Regions from separate parts of the Sus scrofa genome. Here all the other regions are linked to region 1. The links are chromatin contacts, called in public Hi-C and promoter capture Hi-C maps. All regions are on one chromosome and are shown on one strand. The core of a region is the stretch at or near the end of the contact, and the rest is flanking DNA. Distances in the headings are between cores, read along the strand shown.

Region 1 (2,700 bases), core at 19-2,518:
TGCAGCTGCTATCCCACACCACAGCCACAGCAATGCAGGATCCCAGCTGCGTGTTCGACCTACACCACAGCTCACGGCAATGATGGATCCTTAACCCACTAAGCAAGGCCAGAGATCGAACCTGCATCCTCATGGATACTAGTCGGATTCGTTTCCTCTGAGCCACGACTGGAACTCCCAGCCTGCGTTTTTTAAGTTCAGCAACAAGAAACCAACATGGACACTAACCACTACAATGACAGAATCAGAGCAGAGTATTAAAATGGAAATAACCTAGAGAAGACAAAAATTAGGTAGAATATTTCCTAGGTGAGAGACTGAGTCAGAAGAAATGGATAAGGAAAGAACTGTTGAGAAAGTTTCCCTGTACAATGTAAAGGTACAGGATAGAGCCACAGCATTAAATAATAATCTAAGATGACACCGATGTTCTGGCTTGGGTGAACAAGTATGTAGCAGTTGCCATATGGAAGTAAAGAGATATACTTGGGAGCAGACGTTGAGGTGAACGGAGAGACAAGAATTGTGTATTAGACAAGTCGTGTTAGTTTGAGTCTGTACAGGATTTCCAAACACTAATGTTGAGTGTAAAGCTCAGGTCTAGAGACAGGAGATTAATGACATCAGTTTTCTTAATGTTGCTTCCGGCCTCACCCCAGTTTAACTTTCTTATTTCAAAAGTGATGCTCAAAACTGAACATTGGGAAGAAAATGTCTCCCTCTCGAGACACAAAACACCAAAAGTCTTTTAACTATCGCTACGGCCGCACCACCTGCATCCTTTCGCCCCTGTGAACCGTAACATCAGAAGTCTCCTTGTCAGAACCAGAGAATTCCTGGGCCGGATCCCTCCGAGCCCACCTAGAGAAGATCGCAGGGGTCCTTACCTCTGCCGGACCGTGGATCCTGCCGCCCGGGCGGCCACTGCTTTGCTGGGAGAGCGTCCTGAGGAGCCCACGTTGGTGCCACTGGGCGTCGGACCGGGCTGTGGAGGGAGACAAGGTGAGAAACGGGTTAGCGCCGCCGGCCGGCCCCCAGACCCCGGGCCCTGACGGCGAAGACCTGCACCGGGGCCTGGGGGAAGCAAAGGAGCCGCGGAAGAAGGACAAAGCATACGGCAAAAATCAGGGCGCATGGGAGAAGCCGGGACAAGAAGGCAAGGCTGGGGCCACATACCATGCTGGAAACTGGAGAGAAGCAGGCAACTGAAGTTGATGGCGGGGAAACGGTAGAGCCCTCAACAGACCAGCGGCCGGAGAGACTGATTCTGGTCCCGCCCCCGGACCTGCTGGCAGGGTCCTCGCTGACTCCAGGGACGCCTGGGCTGTCCGACTATGTGCCTGGAGGAATTTTAGTACAGGCGACTTAGTGCTGTATAGGAATTACAGACTTCCTATCTTTTCACTTGGATCACAGAGTCCTTCCTAGAGTCCAGTCTCTGCCAGTGGGAGATCCCAGCCATGGTCAGACGAGAAATTTCCTCCGGCAGTTACTAGTTGCCCACAGATTCGCGCTGATGTGGCCTAACCAACGCGCACACCGCGGGGCGTGGTCGATCCCCAGAAGGGCCCGCTGGGAGGACGGGGAAAAGAGCATGCGCGGAAGCCCTTAAGCGTCCGCGCCGAGGCGGCTTCTGGACGATGGAGGAGAATCAGGGCCAAGATGAGGACCCGGGTCCTAAGCCGTCGGTGTTGTTCCTACACCCGGACCTTGGCGTGGGCGGCGCCGAGCGGCTGGTGCTAGACGCGGCGCTGGCGCTGCAGGCCCGCGGATGCAGCGTGAAGATCTGGACCGCGCACTACGACCCGGGCCACTGCTTCGCCGAAAGCCGCGAGCTGCCGGTGCGCTGCGCCGGGGACTGGCTGCCGCGCAGCTTGGGCTGGGGCGGCCGCGGCGGCGCGGTGTGCGCCTACCTGCGCATGATTTACCTGGCGCTCTACGTGCTTTTCCTCAGCGACGAGGAGTTCGACGTGGTCGTATGCGACCAGGTGAGGTGGCCACACCAAGCCATCGCCGAGCCTCTTTTAACTCTGTATGGAGGGCGCGCTGCATGACCTCTGAATTTCTCTGTGTTGTTCGGAAACATCGAAACTGATGTGGAGCGATCAGAGTTGGGAGTGACGCTGGTGCTCGAACTTTAGTGTGAACACGTTAAAGTTGCGGATTACTTGGCCCCACCCTCGGGTGTTTTCATCCTAGACCCCTGAGGTGGTGCCCGAAATCTGCATTTTCACTAGATCGTCGATGAATCTGAAACGACGGGCCTTGGTGCTCGCTCTAAGAAAACAGGAGTATTAGAAGTCAGCCTTCAGTCACCTTTTACTTCTGAGTAACTCGTATTTCTTCCTTCTTTGCATTATTCCTGTTGACACTACTTCCAGGCCACATATGGCCCACTATAGCACGTGCAGCCGGACCACCCCACTCCTTAGCAGTGTCATGTGTTAAAAACCCCAAGCTAAACAGGTGCTGTCCCTTTCAAAACTTTAACATGGTTTCCCACTAGTCTTTGGAGAAAAGTCTGGGTTCTTTACCTTGGTAAATAATGTCCACCTGGATCTGGGCTCTAGCTATTCTAGACTCTTTTTATGTATTTTTTTTTTCCAAAAAAAAATTTTCATCTTAAAAAGTCACATTTACTGATGGAGTTGTCGTGGCCCGGGGGCCCATGAATCCGACCAACTGCAGTGGCTGGGGTTG
Region 2 (2,760 bases), core at 201-2,700, 1.1 Mb before region 1:
ATCAAACCTGCATCTTCACAGAGACAATGTCAGGTTCTTAACCTGCTGAGCCACAACGGGAACTCCCTACACAGTATTTTATAGTAGGAAAAAGATGTACTTGCCTACCAATATTTAAAGATCAGATTTCTTTTTATTTTAAAAAAGTGGAAGCAGGCAGACATATTTAGAGGCTTTTTAGTGATCATGAGTTGGCTTGGACCATGATGGTACCAAGAGAGTTGTATTAAGTGGTGGAAGTCAGGATATATTTGAAGGTACATCAAATCTCCTGATGGCTTAGATGTGAGGTAGGAAAGAAGGAAAGAAGCCAGGCCAAAACTCCAAAGGTTTTGGCTTCAGTAACTGGAAGGGATGGAGTTGGAATTTGAGGTGAAGAAGCTGTAGGAAGAGTAGTTTTCAGGGGAAAATCAGGAGTTTCATTTTGGACATGTTGACCTTGAGATGTAGAGCAGATGTGTGTCCAAAGAAAATATTGAGTGTCAGACCTGAGTCTGCACTTCAGGGGTATCTGAACTCCTCTTCTGACTCATAACTTTCAATGCCATGTAACACTGATAATTCCCAAATGTTTATGCTGGATTCAAGGCCAATTATGGTTGTATAGCTGAACTGCCAGGGAAGGGAGAGGTGGTTATTTGGGTCTGACTTTTTGTCTCTGATCATAGACTAGGAATAAGAGTGGTCTTAGTCCCAGTGCTTGGGTCTCCCCCCACCTCAGAAATCATTACTCTGAATCTCTACCCGGCAAACTGAGGCTCATTTCCTGTCAACTTTACTAAGTTTTATACTTTGGTAAACTGTAGAGAAAAATTTAAATCAAATTCTAAAATCTACACCAGGGGCTTCTTCCTCCATGCCACCAGACAGTCTTTGGCAGGGCTGTCTTTCAAAAGCCTATTCCCTTTGCTTTCTCATCCCCTTCCCAGGCATTTAAATTTCTCCCTTAACTTCCCTGGGTCCACTTAATTTCAGTATCAGGAATCTTAGTGCTGAGAAACTGAAATATTAGGTAAAATCTTCAACTAAGACTTTCAGGCTCCAGCTACTAGGTGTATTTTCCTCTCAGTCAACTAATTCTTAATTGCTCCATCCAGGTTAAAGTTCCCAGGAATTCCATGGTCCTTTCAACCTTAAACTTTTCACTTTCTCGATTCAGTTCAACTTAGACTCTTTGAATGTGGCTCCAGGTCTGAAGGACAGTGGTCTAGCATGGGGAGAAAGGCATGCTCCCTACTAGCTGTAGCTGGGGCAACGCCCCCCGAAAGGCAGGCCCAGGAAGTTCAGAGCTAGACTTAGAACCAAGCTTTGTCCTTGGATCCTGAGCCCTCCTCCCTCGGCTTCCCGGAGAGTGGGGGGCTTCCGGCGCTTTCCCCCTCCTCCCGGGGGCGGGGCCTGCCGCTCCCGCGCCCGCCTCTCCGGCTGCGCGCGGCTGCGGGCCGCGATCACGTGAGCGCGGCGCGGCGGGGGAGGGGCCCTGATTTCCGGGCGGCGGAAGGAGACGCGGCCGCGTGAGGACGAGGCGATTTGAAAACACGCTCCGGGAGCAAGAGGCTGTGGCCGGTGGCGCACGCTGTCGCCCCGTCGGCTTCTCCTCGAACGTTCTTTCCCTCTGCCTCCGCGCCCCGGTCCCGGCCGGGCTCTCAGGTGAGCCGCCGCCAGCCGTCGGGCCGGGCCCTCCTGGGGAGCCGGACGGCGCGCGGGGCTGTCGCCCCCCCGGTCTGCGGCCCAGGCGGGCAGGGCTGGCTGGGGCTAATCTGCGCCCCAAGGGGCCGGGCCGGGGCACCCCTGCAGAGCCGGGCCTGGGTGCGGAGCGGGGCTTTGCGGGGGCGGGGCGCCCCGCGGGCTTTTGGAGCGCCTCAAGTGACTGGGCGGGTTCGCGCGGTTTCGGGTCTCCGAGACTTTTAGGCCGGTGTACGTTGATTGGGCCCCACTTCCCCAACTGTGGTTATGACTGCCGTTCACGGGGGAAGGAACGGTAGTTCCCTAAAATCTCAGGGTCTTCACTTCTGGGATGCGGGACCAAAGTCTTGGGGTGGGGATGAGCAGTCGTCTCCTAATCGGTCCTCTTCTAACGTGTGGACAGGGTTAAGCGCTCTGTACGGAGCAGATTCGGACCGTGGGCCTTCTCGAGTCGCTCCACTCATGGGTATTTGTTTTTTGGGGAAGTATGGTGCCTCCAATTGGCCCCCTAGGTAGAGAATTTGGAGGAACTCAGCGTAAAGTGCTGGAGAGGAAATTACCAAAGGCCAAGTACAGTGTCCTTTCTTTTTTAGAGGGGGGAAAGAAGTTGGATATTAGGGGAGGGTAATGAGGTGGCAGATAGGCTAGCTGGAATTCGGTTCGGTTGAAATCCTCATACACTAGAATCTCCCTTTTGTTGAAATTAGAAGATCTGCAGTTGGAGTATATGAAATTCAGTTTTAAAACTTTTGAGGCTCACCTGGTCCAGTGATGTGAGAGTTCAGCCCCTGAGTCTGGAGTTCTTGTCTTCTGTTCAGTGCAGGCTACTGTAAAAGTGGCTTAGTCGGACCATTTGGTTTGCTATACTAAGAAAATCTTTATTTTATTTATTTATTTATTTATTTTTAGAAAATCTTTATTTTAGATGAAAATAACAGAAGTTGCTGGTAGAACTTTAAGAGTTTCTGGTATAAAAATGTCCTGTGTGTACCATAAAAATAATCTCACCAACTTTAAAGTAAAGGAAGGGCGATCAGCCCTCTAATTTTCCTGACAGAGTGAGAACAGAAGAGTGAT
Region 3 (2,844 bases), core at 261-2,760, 1.2 Mb before region 1:
ATCACTCTCCTGATACTGCAGAAACATTTATAATCTAAAATGTTATGATACCTAAGAAATACCCAATCTCCTGAATCAAAACAGGGAGACCAAATTCTTCTCCATTTCCTATTCCTAAATAAAGATTACTTGTGCAATTTACAGTAGCTACATCCACAGCGCTAGTGCGATGATTTAATTAGGTAACTCATGCCAACTGTTTGGTACTTAAGGCCTGGTACATAGAAAGTACTCAAAATTTAGCTATGATCATTTATGTACATTAAATGATCATAGATAGGTACGCCTCTCACAATAGCGCCTGGGAGTGCAGGCATTACCTCGAGCACTCCACCGCCACCGGCCCCCAATCTCACCCCCATTTACAGAAGCAGCACCCAGGGCTGGAAGTAAAGGCGCTTTCCCAAGGTCAGGCAGTCACCGATGGGATGCTCGGCTTTCGGCCTCCGAGTAAGGGATCCCTCCCCATTACACCCCTGAAAGGGGCACAAGAGGTCTTAAAGGAGACAAGTATGGAAAAGCGCCGAGCACAGTGCCCAGCATACAGTGGGGACCCCGGGATGGATAGACCTGGGGACTGTGGGTCATCTGGATTCCTCCCAAACGGCTCCTCAGTCCCGGGAGGTCTAGAGTCCTCCGACCCCAGTGCGCCGCCTCATCTCCCGGAGATCTGCGCCCTGGGGCTTTGTACGCTGCAGGCCGGCTCCACTCACCGAGTCCCATCAGGACGCGCGGAGTCTGCCGCCCGGCCTGCGGGGCAGGGGTCGCGGCGCCTGGGCCGGAAGCCCGCCCAGGCTGCCCCGCGGCCCCGGCACGCCTGGCCCGCGCCTCCGCCGACCCCAGGCCCGCGCCCCCGCCCCGAGGCAGCCAGCCCGGCCGGGGAGCCTCCTACCTGCAGCGGCGGCGCGGCGGCCGCGGCGATCGGGGGAGGGGCCGGCGAGATGCAAGCGCGGGCGGCCTCGGCTCCTCTGGCAGGCTGGGCCGCCGGGAGGGCCGCGGGCTCCGGAGCGCCGGGCAGCGGCGGCGCGCCCCCGGCCGGCCAGGCCCCGCCACGCGCGCAGCAGCCACAAAGCCCGGGAGCCGCCGCCCCCTTGCGGGCTGCCGGCCGCCTGCGGGTCCGCCGGCGCCGAGGAGGGCGGGAGCGCGGCCCCGCGCAGTCCCCACCTCCCCAAGCCTGGGCCGCCGGCTCCCCTGAGGCTCTGGGCGGGGCGCAAAAGGGACCCCAGCCTACTCACCACTATCCCTCTAGGCTGACATTCTTGTGCTAATTGAATTCCCTCTTCCCACCTTGGCGGACGAGCTCCTGAAGGGCCTTAAAAACTGTTTCATTTCCACGAAGAACAACAAAAGAATGCATTTGTCGCAAGGGATTTGGCGGCCATGGGCACAAATTAGCTCAATCCAAGCTCTCCGTCGGATAAAGGCTCCTTTTCTTTCTGGGTACCTGACTACTTGAGTAGCCAACACTCTGCTGGGTTCATCTCAGAGTTTTGTTTTGTTTTGTTTTTTTAATTTGCGAGATGTGTCTCCCCCTAGGCTTTGCGCTCAAAGGGTAGAGACTATAACTCCTGCAGCCCAGGACCTGGTTCAGTCACTGTATGCTGAGTAAATTGGAATTTATGTGCTGACGAATGAATTTACAACATATCCAACTGTAGGACAAACCACCTTTCACCGTACCCTGACAAGGATAGGGGCTAGGTGTTTCTTTTCCCAGAATCCTTGGTAAGATTCCAAGCTCAGAAGGGCCGAGAGGGCTGTTGAGCTTTCCCTTGTTCTAATTAACATGACATTCATCTGACATAAAAATAACCTTTTTAAAATCAACAATCCAGTGGTATTCATTACATTCACAATGTTGAACAACCTCATCTTCTCTGTCTAGTTCTGAAATATTATTACCCCAAAAGGAAACTCCACACATAGCACTCACTTCCTATTCCCTCTTCTCCTCAACCCTAAGTAAACCACTAATTATTTTCTGTCTCTCCAGATTTGCCTCTTCTAGACATTTCACATCAATGGACTGGTATGTAGTCTTTTTTGTCTGGTCTCTTTCATTGCACATATGTTTCAGGGTTCCTCCAGATTGTAGCATGTATCAGTACTTCATTCCTTTTTATGGCTAAATAATATTCCATTGTTTGTATACCACAATGTGTTTATACGTGTATCCATTAATGGATATTTGTGTCATTTCTACCCTTTGACTATTGTGGATGGTGCTGCTCTGAACATGCCTGTAAATGTATTTGTCTGTATATATGTTTTCAATTATTTGGGGTATACACCTAGGATTAGGCTTGCTGGATAGGGTAATTCTACGTTTAGTTTTTTGAGGAACGGCCAAAAAGTTTTTCCATACTGGCTAAATGAATGATTTTACCTTCCAGTCAGCAATACATGAGGATTCCAAATTCTCCACAACCTCACCAACACTGGCTATTTTTCTTTTCTTTTCCTTTCTTTTCTTTTCTCTTCTCTTTCTTTCTTTCTTATTCCTTGAATATACATGAGGCTATTGCCACCCTCCCAGCTCCCACAACCTAGCTGCACATGACCCAGAGGCTAAGAGGCTGAGCCAGGTCTTTTGACTGCAAAGAAACACCTAAACACTTCTAGGGAGAGAAGCACCAATTAAAAATAAGGACCCTTTCTCTAACTTAGAGTTATACTGCTCCTTTTTTTTAACAACAGTTTGTCTGGTGTCCAAGTAGCTTGAAACTGTCCAGAGAACTTGGAAACCAAGACCATCTGGAGGGAGCTGCTATTGGCAAATAAATTCCGTGACACTCACTTCACTGGAACCCAAGGCAGTACACCATTTCCACTTAGAATTTTCCA

What was found. Promoter capture Hi-C pulls out the DNA fragments that hold promoters and counts their contacts. A called contact is a pair of places that touch in the nucleus more often than the background predicts.
Region 2: a promoter capture Hi-C map of liver shows a contact between it and region 1, with 6 times the contacts expected there. The contact joins the promoter of TEX10 here to the promoter of SEC61B in region 1. A contact is called at or near these places in 2 of 5 promoter capture datasets (fetal skeletal muscle and liver) and 1 of 47 Hi-C or Micro-C datasets (heart right ventricle).
Region 3: a Hi-C map of heart right ventricle shows a contact between it and region 1, with 2.6 times the contacts expected there. The contact joins the promoter of MSANTD3 here to the promoter of SEC61B in region 1. A contact is called at or near these places in 1 of 5 promoter capture datasets (liver) and 1 of 47 Hi-C or Micro-C datasets (heart right ventricle).

The regions. Positions count from the first base shown.
Region 1 is chr1:240,983,741-240,986,440 of Sscrofa11.1, reverse strand. SEC61B (Sec61 translocon beta subunit) reads right to left here and starts at 1,268. Exons shown (of 4, transcript NM_001243825.1): 1 at 1,177-1,268; 2 at 888-985. The coding sequence starts at 1,179. It overlaps ALG2 (ALG2, alpha-1,3/1,6-mannosyltransferase), which reads left to right and starts at 1,625. Exons shown (of 2, transcript NM_001101029.1): 1 at 1,625-1,988. The coding sequence starts at 1,641.
Region 2 is chr1:242,119,237-242,121,996 of Sscrofa11.1, reverse strand. TEX10 (testis-expressed protein 10) reads left to right here and starts at 1,450. Exons shown (of 15, transcript XM_001925941.6): 1 at 1,450-1,647.
Region 3 is chr1:242,167,588-242,170,431 of Sscrofa11.1, reverse strand. MSANTD3 (myb/SANT-like DNA-binding domain-containing protein 3) reads right to left here and starts at 1,510. Exons shown (of 3, transcript XM_005660297.3): 1 at 1,236-1,510.